Regions from separate parts of the Pan troglodytes genome. Here region 2 is linked to region 1. Evidence: chromatin contacts called from public HiChIP or PLAC-seq data. All regions are on one chromosome and are shown on one strand. Each heading gives the region's core, a stretch centred on a gene start, on an enhancer-like site or on the middle of the called end of the contact. The rest is flanking DNA. Distances are from core to core; before and after follow the strand shown. Region 1 holds the start of PLEK2 (pleckstrin 2). Region 2 holds the start of PLEKHH1 (pleckstrin homology, MyTH4 and FERM domain containing H1).

The links. HiChIP or PLAC-seq counts read pairs in DNA pulled down with a chosen protein or histone mark.
Region 2: an H3K4me3 HiChIP or PLAC-seq map of stem cell-derived excitatory neurons shows a contact between it and region 1, with 2.2 times the contacts expected there. The contact joins the promoter of PLEKHH1 here to the promoter of PLEK2 in region 1. A contact is called at or near these places in 1 of 7 Hi-C or Micro-C datasets (induced pluripotent stem cells) and 1 of 1 datasets of contacts at active chromatin or transcription factors (stem cell-derived excitatory neurons).

Annotation. Positions count from the first base shown.
Region 1 is chr15:65,387,989-65,395,039 of NHGRI_mPanTro3-v2.0_pri, forward strand. PLEK2 (pleckstrin 2) reads right to left here and starts at 3,168. Exons shown (of 9, transcript XM_510017.8): 1 at 2,947-3,168. The coding sequence starts at 2,988.
Region 2 is chr15:65,507,224-65,514,274 of NHGRI_mPanTro3-v2.0_pri, forward strand. It overlaps PLEKHH1 (pleckstrin homology, MyTH4 and FERM domain containing H1), which reads left to right and starts at 4,069. Exons shown (of 30, transcript XR_008539026.2): 1 at 4,069-4,151.

The DNA of each region.
Region 1 (7,051 bases), core at 1,918-4,417:
TTTTTCATCACATAAATGATCCTTTATTGGCCAGGCACCTATAATCCCAGCACTTAGGCCAAGGTGGGAGGATTGCTTGAGCCCAGGAGTTCAAGACCAGCCTGGGCAACATGGTGAGACATTGTCGCTATAAAAAAAAAAGCAAAAAACAAAACATTAGCTGGGTGTGGTAACATGTACCTGTAGTCCCAGCTACTAGGGAGGCTGAGGCAGGAAGATTGCTTGAGCCTGGGAAGTCGAGGCTGCAGTGAGCCTTGCTGATGCCACTGTACTCCAGCCTGGGCAACAGAGTGAGACCTCATCTCTACAAAAATACAAAATAAAATAAAAATAACTCTTTGTTATAAAGCTTTTACAGAGCTTTACAAAAAAGGATAGAGCCCTACACATAAAATCTCTAGGCCAGAGCATGTTCACATTGCAATGTTATTCACAATATGAGCCCAGCAGGAACGCCTGGCAGTGCTTCTGCCTCTTCTCCCAGGAAAAGCACTCCTGCTCAACGGCTCATCTCCCACTTCCCTCTCCCTACTCCCCTGACAGCCAGGCCCAGTGAGCTCCTTGCATTTTGCCTGGAACTCTGCTTCTTTCTCGTCTGGGCGGGATTAAGAGCCAACTCTATCATGTCCCTGCCTGCCTCTGACTTCGCTTTCACCGGTGATGACTGCTCTGCACTCCGGCTTCCAACGCAGGCCCTGCCCCACCTCTGAGCTCTTAACTCTCCTAAGACTATGGAATCCCCCTGCCACAGCCTGCAACTTCTCCAGTGGACATAGGGAATGCTATTGCCATCTAAGAGGAGAGGGGATATGGAGGGTTGAAAAAGTTGGGATTACTCAGCAGACTGGGACCACAACAGGGTTCTGGGGCCCTATCCTTCACCCTGCAGGGAGGGGTGTGACTTCCGCTTGCCTCAGGGTCAGGCTCCATCCCAGTCTTTGGGTTTGGCTGGAATGAGCTCTAGGTATTTCAGCCAAGCCCTGTCTTTTCCAAGGGTTTACGGGGACCAGATCTGTTGACTCTCCTCATTTTCTGCACCCTGGATTCCCTAACCAGGCCACCCAGAAGAGAAGTCCCATCCTCCTGGCGATATCCTGGGAGCTCTGTGGCTCTGCCCTTAGCCCTCCTCTGACTCTCAGCGTGGTGGGGGTGATAGGGAATGATGGAAGGTAACCCCCAGGAACAGGAGAAGGCCTCCAAAACTCCCAAAGCTCTATCAGAAGGATCTGTCTCCATGTTAACTTCATCCCTCCACAGGCCCTACCAGGGCCCAGCTATATCAACAGTGCCAACAAAAAGCCCCGTGCCCAGCTCTCACTCTCCCTCCCACCTCCCAAGCCGCAGTTAAATGTGAGATTAGGAACTCCCCATGTGTAGTCTGAGGTGCAGCCACCTCCACATGCTGCGAGAAACCGGCCTATCAGTTCAGCCACAGTGGCAAGTGGGCGTGGCGCTTTGTACTGCTCTATCCAGTCTGACCCTTGATCTGGCATCAGCTTCTACCCTCCTTGCTTACAGCAAACAGCCACCGCTCTGCTGTACCAAATAACGTGCAACATCATGTGGACACATTTTGTGGGGAAAATGAAAGTGATCTGAGACTTTAGGGCTGATCCAGCCACCCCGGGAGGCAATGAAAGGAAGGGCCCCTCATCCCTCTTCATTCCCCTCCCAAAGCTGAAAACTCAGTAGAAGAACCAGAAAGCTCAGCCCTGGATTTATATGTCTCTTTGCTATGCCATCATAGCAGTATAAATGGTTAGTGTTAATGTCATTGTTCAAATTATGCTCTGTGTGGTGGCTCACGCCTGTTATCCCAGCACCTTGGGAGGCTAAGGTGGGCAGATCACCTTAGCCTCAAGACCTGCCTGGGAAACATGGCGAAACCCTGTCTCCACAAAAAAATACAAAAATTAGCTGGGCGTAGTAGTGGATACCTGTAGTCCCAGCTACTCGGGAAGCTGAGGTGAGAGGATCACCTGAGCCTGGGAAGTCGAGGCTGTGGTGAGCCAGGATTGTGCCACTGCACTCCAGCCTGGGTGACCCTGTCTCAAAAAAAAAAAAAAAAAAAAAAAAAAAAAAAAAAAGGTCAAATCAGGAAAAAATTTTGAAATAACAAACTTCCTTTTGCAGCTGCTCTTTTGTTCATCTTCTACCATAATCCCAGGCACTGAGTTTTTGTTTGCACTCGTTTGCCCTGGGCCACCTGGGGTGGTGGGGAAGGACTGAGGAGGGAAGGTCAGAACATGCAGTTCCTGTCCCAGCTATTACTGGCTCTGGAGCTCTGGGCAAGCTACTTCATCTTTCTGGTCCTCAGTTTCCCCATCTGTAATAGAGTGATGTCAGTACCCACCGTGTATGGCACTGGGGAGGCAGTAAAGGTTTGGGTCAACCTGAGTGGGTCTGATCCCGATCCTGGCTCCACCACCCACTGCCTTCACCGCCCCGAGCAAGTTCCCTAACTCCTCTGGGCTTCGTTTTCCCCCTTGATGAAAGCAGGGCTGCTGGGAGGATGACATGAGACAATATCCAGGGCTGGCCAACAGTAAGTGCTTAAGACACATAGTAGCATTCCTCCTTCACAGGTTGTAAATTACAGAGCACGCCTATATTATCTTAGTAAATATTATTTAAATATCATACCATTCATAATATTTTAACAAGTTTTAATTAAGACACACGCTTCAGTACCCCTGCCCCGACTCCATACTGCACTAACCAAGTGGGATTCTCCTCCTTGCCTGTGCGCTGAGCCATCGCTTACCCCGCGTCCTCTCGAACATGCAGCTCTGCCCATCAGGGCCACAGGCGGCCCGGTCCCACCATGGGGGTTGGGGATGGGAACCAGAGCATGCCCGTTCCGAGGCGCGCGTCTGGCCCCGCTCTAGGGAGCCGCGTCGGCGGGGCCCCACCCGGGCAATGTCCCGAGGCTCGACGCGCACTCACCCTCTTGACCAGGAAGCCCTCCTTGAGCACGCCGTCCTCCATGTCGCCGCCCGCACGCCAGGGCCACCCCAGGTGCGCCTTCCCCGCGCCTCGCGCTCCTCGGCACCCGCGCAGCCCGCGCAGTCCGCGCCCGCGGCGCCCAGGAAGCAGCTCCGACGCGGCAGGGCGACGCCTCCCTGGCTCGTGTCCAGAGCCTGAGGCCCCGGGGCAGGAAGTCAGACCAAGTCGGGATTTCTGACGTGACGTTTCCACCCAAAGGTGCTCCAGCGTCGGTGGTTGGTCCTCCAGGTACAGAGCGGCCAGCCCCGCCCCATCCAGGTGCGCCCCGCGCCGCTCACTGTTCCAGTCTCTCTGCTCAGCGTCCTTCGCCAGGTGCTTCCCGGGCACTTAGCGCATTGCCCTCGAGGAACGCTTATCGAATTGAACATAACCGACAGGACTCCAGGATTTGGAGCCATTCCTGAGCTCATTGCAAGTAGGAGATGGGACAGTGGGTGAGCCGAAACTGGTATGGGAATTTTATCCTGGCCTCTGATGGGGGCAGAGAAGACCTCTCAGTAACAGGAAGGTCACAGTTTTAAGGCGGCAGACACAGTTTGCAGGGCCCCCTGTCCCCAAGATATACCCCGCTCCCTCAAAAAAGATGAAGCCGAAAATTCCATCATTAAGGACAAAATTTAAGGGGGCACCAAGGAGTCCAGTAACCTAGACAAATTATATAGAGAGAGAGATGATTGGTTTTTTGGGGTTTTTTGTTTGTTTTTTGAGACAGGGTCTTTCTCTGTCACCCAGGCTGGAGTGCAGTGGTGTGATCATAGCTCACTGCAGCCTTAAACTCTGGGCTTAAGATCCTCCTGCCTCAGCTCCCCAAGTAGCTAGGACTACAGGAGTGCACCACCATGCCTGGCTGGTTTATTTTTATTTTTTGTAGAGATAGGGTGTTGCTATGTTGCCCAGGCTGGTCTTGATTCCTGGCCTCAAGCAATCCTCCGGCCTGGGCTTCCCAAAGTGCTGGGATTACAGGCAAGAGCCACCGTGTAAGACCTAGAAAAATAATATTTTAATGCATTTTTTAAAATCAAAATCAATGTCAAAAAATCCACGATGAACAAAATGCTAACATTTTAAATAGACAGGATCAACAACAATGTTCTATCAGGCCATATTGGAGCCTGGAACAGAAGGAAACTCAGTCAAGTAGTACTGATTCTGTCTAACAATCCTTAGAACACAGTCACACATTTTTTTAAAATTTATTTTTATTTATAGAGACAGGGTCTCACTATATTGTCCAGACTGGTCTCGAACTCCTGGGCTCAAGCAGTCCTCCTGCCTCAGCCTCCCAAAGTGCTGGGGTTGTGGGCAAGAGTCATGGGGCCGGCCCATATTATTTGTGCTCCAGTTTGAAGGGCCCTGTCAGGACTCTTCACCAGGCATGGGAAAGGCCCTCAGATGCCTGTAAGGGAAGAGAAGGCTCTAGAGAGGAAGAAGGTGAAGCAGCTTGTGGAAGGCGGGGGGTGCCTTTCAGAACCAGACTGAAGCCAGCTCCCAGGCCAGTCCCTGCCCTGGAGCTCTGGACACAGTGTTGCTTCTACATGTCTGTAGTAGACATATTACATCCCCCCAACCCCACTCCCACCTGCCAGCCCCAAGGAAAACTCGCAGGGTCTGGGTCACTGCGTGCCAGCCCAATGGCCCACTCTAGCCTTCTGCACTAACTGGCCTTCAGACTTCCCAGGAAGCCCCAAAGCAGTGGGGCTTCCATTCCAATTCAGAATGAACATCGGCTGGTCACCTTCTGAAGCCAGGCCTGTAGTAGTAGGTGCTAGGGTTTATCTAATGCACAACAACCCCATGAGGTGTTTATTATGTCATTTTCCAGTCAAGGAAACTGAATCCAAGTAGTTAAATAACTTGCCCAAGGTTATGCAGCTCCAGGGCATTGCAAATACTCTTGCCTCCTAAGGAATTGTCCCAGCTCTGAAACCTAGCTGGGCTGAAAGCCAGGACTTGAGAGGTTGAGCTGGGAAGTTCTCATCCTCTTCGGCTCTAACTGTGGTCTATCCATCTCCTTCCTCAAAGGGGCTGTCTTGGCCCCACCCAGACACAATCTTCTGAGGCTTAGAAGAAGTGGCATTTTCTTTGGCAGGAGGGGTTCTTGAATGAATTCACAGAAATGGGAATGGGAGAGAGATGGATACCTTCTCCTGGCAGGGCTCCTGCCAGGAAGAAGTTAAGGCACACCTAGAACCTGCTTCCTGTCCTAGGAAACCCCTGGTCCAGCCCACCCTGCCTGACTCACTGGATCTGGGGCATGAGTCATACCCCTTCCTTCCCCAGGCTGTGGTGGCTGAGCCACCAGCCCACCAGGGAACCATGATGACATAAGCCCAACTCACCCATAGGGAAGAGGATGGAGACAGAAGGAAGCAGACAGCAGTAAACAGCTGGGGGAGGGGGCAGGGACGAGCAAGAAGCTTTCAGAGAGACACCCCTCCTCTCCCTCTCAGGCCTGGAGGCTGATGTGGAAGGGTCCCTGGCCCTCTCAGCTCCTCCCCTTTTTGTCCCGAAGGGACAGGGACAGATAATGCCTAGGGTGCTGAGTTGCAGAAAACTATTAGGTCTGTGTTTAAGTATAGGTGACTCACAGCCTGATGTGAGAATCTATCATTAGAGATTCATTCCTTTAGCTTCAGATAAGAATCCCCTGTTTAAGATACATAGAGTGGAAAAGGATAAATCATGGAAACTTATTCACAATAAATGCCTGGACTTCTTGAGTTTATCGGAATCACAGAATCAGAATCTAATCCCTAAAGATCACCAAATCCGGATGCTTCATTTTATAAATGAGGACCCTCAAAGCCCAGGGAAATAAAATGACTTGTCCAAGGTCTTGCAGCCAGTTAGTGGTAAAACCAGGGCCAGAATACAGGCTAACAGAGCTCAAGGCTGGCTCCTGGCAAATACAGGGTAATGCCCCCAGCAGCGACCTGCATCAGAGCATCCTGCAGTGAGAGGGGGGCTGCAGGCCTGGAAGGGCTCTGTCTGCAGAACTGGAAAAGACTTCAAAAAATCCTTCTACATTTTTTTCTGAACATAAAAATACATTTGTGCATATTATAGAATATTTAGAAAATACCAAAAGGGATAAAACCACCCTGAATCTATCACTCAGACAGATGATCAGTATGTTTATATGCACATACTTTTAAATTAAATTTTATTTAAAATTTTTGAACCCTGCCTTTTTTTTTTAACTTATAATAGCTAATAAGTATCTTACCAGGTCATTAAAAGTAATTCAAAAACGTAATTTAAATAACTGCATAAAATTTCATGGTGACTGAATTTAATCATTCCATGTAGGTTGAATTTCCTTTTTCACTGTGTAAATAGTATTATGATAAATATCTCTGTACATACACATTTTGCCAGATCTCTGATTATTTCAGATAAACATCTAAGGTATAATTTTAGGTTAAAGGGTGTAAATTTTTAAAATTCTTGAAGCATATCACAAAACTGCTTTCTAGAAATGTATCACATGCTATCCTCACCAGCAGCGTATGACAATGCCAGTCTCACTGCGTCTACGCCAGCATTCAGTATAGTATTTTCAGGAATATACATCATTCTATTATAAAGATACATGCATGTGTATGTTCATTGCAGCACTATTCACAATAGCAAAGACATGGAATCAACCCAAATGCCCATCAATGTTAGACTGGATAAAGAAAATGTGGTACGTATACACCATGGAATACTATGCAGCCAAAAACAGGAATAAGATCATGTCCGTTGCAGGGACTTGGATGAAGCTGGAAGCCATTATCCTCAGCAAACTAACACAGGAACAGAAAAACCAAACATCGCATGGTCTCACTTGTATGTGGGAGCTGGACATTGAGATCACATGGACACAGGGAGGGGAACAACACACACTGCGGCCTGTCAGGGGATGTGGCGGGAGGGAGAGCATCAGGAAAAATAGCTAGTGCATGCTGGGCTTAATACCTAGGTGATGGGTTGATAGGTGCAGCAAACCACCATGGCACACATTTACCTGTGTAACAAACCTGCACATCCCGCACATGTACCT
Region 2 (7,051 bases), core at 2,819-5,318, 120 kb after region 1:
TGTATGTGGTAACTGCATTACTTCCACCCTGTGTCCCCTGGGCGGAAGAGCCAGGATTCAAGGACAGGCATGTCTAGTTCTAAAGCCTGTGCCCAGAGTTGATAGGTCACACTTGCCACACTTTCCTTCCTAGCACAGTGGCTGGAAAATAGCAAGTATTCAATAGATATTTGTTAGTGAGTAACTGAATGAATAAACGAAAGAAGAGTCCATACTTAAAGTTAGGACACTTCCTCCCATCTTTCCATACCCATCTCACATGCACACACATACACACTCACACACACACTGAGGATTTAGCCACTGGGCCATTTCCTTTCCTTCCTAACTGGCCCTTCTCTGCATGTTCAATCACTGCCTTCCTAGCCCCACTTAGATGGTGACTCTTGACACTCTGCTCTAACCCATGGTTACCTCACCTCTCATGTCCCATGGTGGCTAATCCTGACAATCACCGAAGAGCCAAATTGCTCCCAAAGATTCAGCAGTAGAAGTAACCTCCTGACTTCTTTGTGACCCAAGGCAGAGAGCAGAAGCCTGGACTAGGACTGGCCTCAAGTTTCCTGGGAGTCTGAGACTCCCTTCTCCTTCTTCTCCCCTCTCTTCCCCTTCCAACAGCAACTGAGAACCAGGTCCTGAGGCAGGAGGAGGGGATCCCTTGATTTGAGGCTTTTTTGGTGATATAGGAGAGGGTCTCTTTGGAGCTCAGAGAAAGCAGGTAGGGATGGGAAGCAGGGTTTCTAGAAGGCTCGTAAAAGGGAAGATGAATTGTCAACCATTTCACCAGCTCTCCTAGAGTTATTCCTGTCTCTCAAGCCATCTGCTTATCCATTGCAATCTTGTAAACAGAGATTTACAAGATCTCTCGTAAACTCCAGCCAATATTTGTTCAAAGAATAAATAACAAAAGCTTCCATTTATAGATCACTTGCTGCATGCCAGACAACATACTATCTCATTTAATCATTTCAACAACCCTAAGAGGCCAGAATTATTATCATCATTATTTTACAAACATGGAATTAATTCAGAAACCTTAAGCAACTGCCCCAAGGTCCCACCACCACTTAAGTGATAAAGCTTGAACTGAGCTCTGGCCAGTTCCAAGTTCCCCTTTCCCTCCCATAGTGCTGTCCAAGGAACAAGGCCCAGACTAAGATGCTGTAATATTGACTCTGTAGGAATTTATTTTTTAAACATTCCAGCCTAAACCATGTGGTGTGTGTATATAAAGTGACTCTCCTGTAACTCCTAGAGTGGTTAGTTAGCATCTGAAGTGCCCTAATCAGGAATCCGCACTCCAGAAAATGGTTACATAAGCACTTCAAACAACATCAAAATATACACCCAAGGGCTTAACGTGCTTGAGGGATGCTAGAAATAATCTTTTATTGGTGAAATAAGCAGTTTTCTAAACATGGAGTTGGCCAGGAAGATTATTTGCCCTTGCATGAATGGAGTGTGAGAGCCAGAGCAGGCCAACTGCCCGACTTTCTTGAAGCAGGCTGTGTGACTGTTTTGTGCCAGCTTGCCAATACATGTATATTTGGCAGAATTTGGCCTTAACTATTTTTAATATCCCACCTGCAGGAGATTACAGAAAAGAAGACGAATGGCCTCCTCTCACCTCTCATGTCCCATGGCAGCTAATACAATCATCGAAGGACTAAATTGGCTCAGACCAGTTGACAAGTCCCCATCCCGGCCTCATCTTCTTTCACAAGAATGCCCTAGCATATCCTTCAACTCAGGCACATGATGGCTTTTCTTCTCATCTCTCTGTTCCATCCTCCATTCTCCTTTGTCAGGTCACTTGTAATAATAAGCTAATATCCAAAGAATGGGGCTCTAGGGGTGATGGTGGGTATTATAGTCCCAGCTACCTGGGAGGCTGAGGCAGAAGGACTGCTTGAGCCTAGGAGTTCTGGGCTGCAATGAGCTATGATTGCCACTGCATTCTAGCTTAGGCAACAGAGCAAGATCTTATCTCTTAAAAGAAAATAACAACAACAACAAAAGTTGTAACTTGCCCAAGTCACATAGCTAAAAAGTGGAAGAGACATAACTGAAACTCAAGCCTCCTAAATTCCTAATGTAGGGTTCAGTCCACCTCTACCACCCTCCCACAGACTGCCAAGGGGTCCTGCTCAGAGTTGGGCAATGGTGAGATGCACTGTATGGCCCCAAACTCATTGAAACTAACAACTGAGCCTCTTCTGCCCTCTTCAGAAGTAACCAGCTATAGGGGAGAGCATGCTTCTCCCATTCCACTCTCCATGGTGCGACTCTTTTCACTATATAACAAAGTTATATTAAATGAGTTCTGGGCCGAGGTGCGGTGGCTCATCCCTGTAATCCCAGCACTTTGGGAGGCCGAGGCAGGAGGATTTCTTGAGTCCAGGAGTTCGAGACCAGCCTGAGCTGGTCTCATAAATGAGACCCCACCTCTACTAAAAAAAAAAAAAAATTTTTTTTTTTTTTTTTTTTTGCTGGGTATAGTGGCATGTGCCTATAGTCCCAGCTGTTCATGAGGCTGAGATGGGAGGATTGCTTGAGCCCAGGAGTTCAAGTTACAGTGAGCTATGATTGTGCCACTGCAATCCAGCCTGGAGAACAGAACAAGAAGAACCTATGACCAAAAAAAAAAAAAAAAGTGAATGAATGAATTAATGTCTTCTTAGCAAAATCCAGAGAATGTGTTTTTGGGCTTCCTTACGGAACTTCTGGAATGTTGAAGTGGATAGCCTGAGCATTGTCCCACAAAATGGGGCTAATCTATCCCAATCCCCACGCTATAAAGCCGTTTGCAAGTTCAGCCATTGAAGTCCCACTGGCCCAGTTAAACTCTCACGTTTGGCCTCCTGCACTACCAGCTTTCCTTAGTGTCTGGGCTCTCAAAGCTTCTACGTGAGAATTGCCTGGGGAACTTTAGTTAAGAGATTCAGATTCAAACCCAGGGTGGGGGTGTTCTTCATGGTGCCTGGGATGAGTCTTCCAAGGACCATTTGGAGAAACAGGCGCTGACGGTATTTTGCTTCTGTTCAGTCCTTCACTGACAGAGAGCCTGCAGGGTTGAGGAAGAAGGCTCTGTTTTGAAGTGTGGATCCCTCCCTGCAATCGTCTCTATTTGCATCTTCTTTACTCCAGGCTCACCTAGCCAAATGTTGAGTTTTCCAACCCCTCTGGGTATGAGATTGCTTTGGGCGATCTGAGATCTGCAAATGTCTGAGAACGAGGAGCACAGGGGCACGCTCATGACTGCCCTGCAAACTGCCTGGCAGCCAGGGTCCTCCTGGGCCCTCCTTTAAAATAACATATACATAAGCTGGCCTGGAGGCCCAGGCGGGAAGATCACTTGAGCTCCGGAGTTCGAGTCCAGCCTGGGCAACATAGCGAGACCAGAAAATAAGCAAGTAAGTTACTCTCTGGGCTGTCGTAACTTATTTTTTCTTTTTCTTTCTCCTGCAAATTGCAACTCAGAACATTTGGTCTGCCAGACTGAAATATGGACTTCTGTTCCAAATATCCAGACGTTACAGTTCCCACAGGTGGCCAGGAGAACGCTGGAACCTTTGGCGGAGACGGTCTGGTCTTGTCCCGCAGCCCGCGAGGGTCCCCCGCTATTTGGGGCCAAGCAGATCCCCGGGGCGCTCTGGCCGCCCCTTGCGGCAGCTGGTGCGGCCTCCTCAGAGAGCTCCGGGCCGGCGCCCGGGACACCCCGCCGCCCTCCCTGCCGCCCCAGGGACGAGCCCAGCGGTGCGGAGAAGTGGGAGGCTGGAGCCTGCTGAGGTCATTTCCTGTGCCTCTCCGCGAGCTGCCTGGAGAGCTGAGCCCAGCGCTCTGCCTTTAAGGAGCGGGCGGGGAGCCGAGGGGAGGAGGGCGCCCGGCGGAGCGTTGAATGGGGCGCAGCAAGGCTCGGCCGGGCTTTGTGCAGCGAGCCCGCGGGCACCCCTCCCGCTCCAGCCTCGCCCCGCCCCGCAGCCCGCGACCCCTGCTGCCGGGGAGCGGAGAACCGGCGGCAGCCCGGGACTCCGGCGAGAGCGACGCAAGGTCGGCGGCGGCGGCGGCCCGAGGGCGCCCGTGTGCCCAGTGCGCGGCGGGGACGGCCGCGAGCTCGCTGGAGGTGAGCGACCGGCGCTCCCGCCGCTGTGGTGAGCTGGGGCTGCGCCGCGGGGGAGGGCGTCAGGCTGCGCGCGGGGGACGGCCCCTCGGGCCCGGAGGACGATCCCGAGCAGGTGCCTCCCTACCTGGAAGCGAGCTCCCAGCGGTGGGGAGCGCTGGAGCGCGGGTCCGGCTTGGGAAGCCGGGCGCCCCAGGGGACTCGCGCCTCGAGGCCAGGAGGAGCCTCCCCCGGGAGTACCTGGACTTGGGGATCGGTCAGATCCAGCCGCTCCTGGGAAGGGCCCTCGGAGCGGACGTGCAGGCTGCCACCTTGCTATCGGTGCTCGCTCCCTTTCACCCCTTCCCGCACCCCTCCCCATCTCACCTTAGGTTATTTCTTCTGTGATTTCTGAGTGTTCTCTTAGGGACCCTATGGCTCAGGCTCGACTCCTAGGAGCAGGTCATTCAAGCAGAAAAGAAAACAGGTTGGGCGCCGAATGACACAGAGCATTGTGTCCTAGGAGTCTTAGCGAGGACTCGGTCGCCAGGAACCAGGGGCCTTAGTGGGGGTGGCAGAGGCGGTGAAGAGCCTCATCTGGAAGGAAACTCCTCTCCTTGTGGGATTTCTGCTTGCCAGGATATCTCCTCCATAGCTTTTTACTATGAATCCACCTCATAAAACTCTTCCAAGACAGAGCCTTGGTTCAGGTAAAACACTTGAAAGACCATTTAAAAAATTCAGTGGGAGAATTATCACTTCCTTCATCAAACTTTTTGGACTGTCTTCTATGTGACAGACACTGTGTATAGGGCTAGTACCATCACTGAACGCTTTATAGAACATCGGTATTAGTGTTTCTGCATATTATTGGCCCCATTTTTCCAAAGGAGGAAACTGGGACTCTGAAAAGTTGTGATTTAGGCCAGTTGCAGTGGCTTATGCCTGTAATCCCAGCACTTTGGGAAGCCAAGGCAGGAGGAGAGCTTGATGCCAGGAGTTCAAGACCAGCCTGGGCAACATACGGAGACCCTGTGTCTACAAATAAATAAAAATTTAAAAATTAGCTGGGTATGGTGGTGTGGGCCTGTAGTCCCAGCTACTTGGGAGGCTGATGATCCTGTCTGTTAAAAAAAAAATTGTTGTGATATGCCCATGGTCACATAGCTAAAAAGTGGAAGAGCCATAACTGAAACCCAAGCCTCCTAAATTCCTAACGTATGGTTCAGTCCACTTCTACCACCTTCCCATAGACTGCTGAGGGGGCCTGCTCAGAGTTGGGCAATTGTGGGGTGCAGCCTGTGGCCCCAAACTCATTGAAACTAACAACTAAGCTGAAAAAATGTGGAGCCTCTTCTGCCCTCTTCAGAAGTCACCAGCTGTAGGGGAGAGCATGTTCCTCCCATTCCTGATAGAAAAAAAAATCCAAAGAAATGTCTGGCAATTTAAAGTGTACATCATTTACCCCTAAATTCCATTTTCTGGGACTTTATCCTTCAGATATACTCTGATGTATATGAAATGGTGTACATCATTGAATATTCATTGCAGCATTGTTTAGCAAAAGGTTGGAAACAATCTAGATGTCCATCAATAAGGAACCCTTCAATAAGATCATGTAAAAAGCCACACGATAGGATAAATTAAAGCTGTTACAAAGCATGCAGAGAAAATGTGGCAGATATATATTTTGATGTAGGAATATCTCTAAGTTACATTGTTGAGTACAGTGTGTATGGTGGGCCACGATTTTTGGGTGGGTGTGTGAATGCCACATACGTATGAATGCCTGTAGATGCTCTGAATATCTCTGAGAGAACACACAGAAACCTGTAACAGTGGTTGCCGCTGGGGAGAACTATGGCTGAAGTACAGGCGTGGGAAGAAGCCTTACTTTGCACTATATACCCTTTTGTTCAATGTTCTAAAATAACTTAAAAAATCATATGACCTCCTCTCCAGATCTCCAGAGTTAGATCTGGTAGTGAGCACATCTTTTTTTTTTTTTTTTTTTTTTTTGAGCCAGAGTCTCTCTCTGTCGCCCAGGCTGGAGTGCAGTGGTGCAATCTCAGCTCACTACATCATCCGCCTCCAGGGTTCAAGCAGTTCACCTGCCTTAGCCTCCCAAGTGGCTGGGATTACAGGCATGCGCCACCACACCTGGCTAATTTTTGTATTTTTAGTAGAGACAGGGTTTCACCATGTTGGCCAGTCTGGTTGAACTCCTGACCTCAGGTGAGCCGCCTGCCTCCACCTCCCAAAGTGCTGGGATTACAGGCGTGAGCCACCGTGCCCAGCCTCGTGAGCACATCTTTGGGCCACATCTTCTCTTATGTTCTAGATGCTATTGGTTTGCCTTTTGTTTGCTGATTACAACAATAACAGTCATTTATTGAGTACTTAGTGTGCACCAGGCTTTTGTAATATCTCCTTTAATTCTCAAAAAGCCCTGCATGATGTGATATATGAAATGGCCATTTTGAAGGTTGGAAAATGGTTAAATGACGGTTTCATATGGTTCAACCAAATATTATTGTCCTGATTTTCAAATATTACTGCCCTCAATTTCAGAATGGAACTGAGTCTCAAAGAAGTTAAGCAAATGGCTTAAGGCCACAGGATTATTTAGTGCCTGAGCTCGTATTCAAACCCAGGCCTGTCAGTGCCAGAGCTTGGGATCTTAGGTACTAAGCTGTTTCTCTTTGCTGTTTTTGTTCTCAAGGAATGTTGTACCTGGTTGTCCTGACCCCTTCTTTTGGTATTGAGGTTCCTGCGGCCTAGGACATGCTCACCTTCTCTGTCTCCCCGGACATTGTGTGGAATGTCATGTAGGCACCCAGCAGTGGCCAAATGGATGTTGTTAGCTTGATCAGATGACAGTGCTGAGATCAGAGGAAGTTGTCCCTGTGTACACTCACACCCTTCTCCCAGCCTCATCCCCAGAAACGGGAC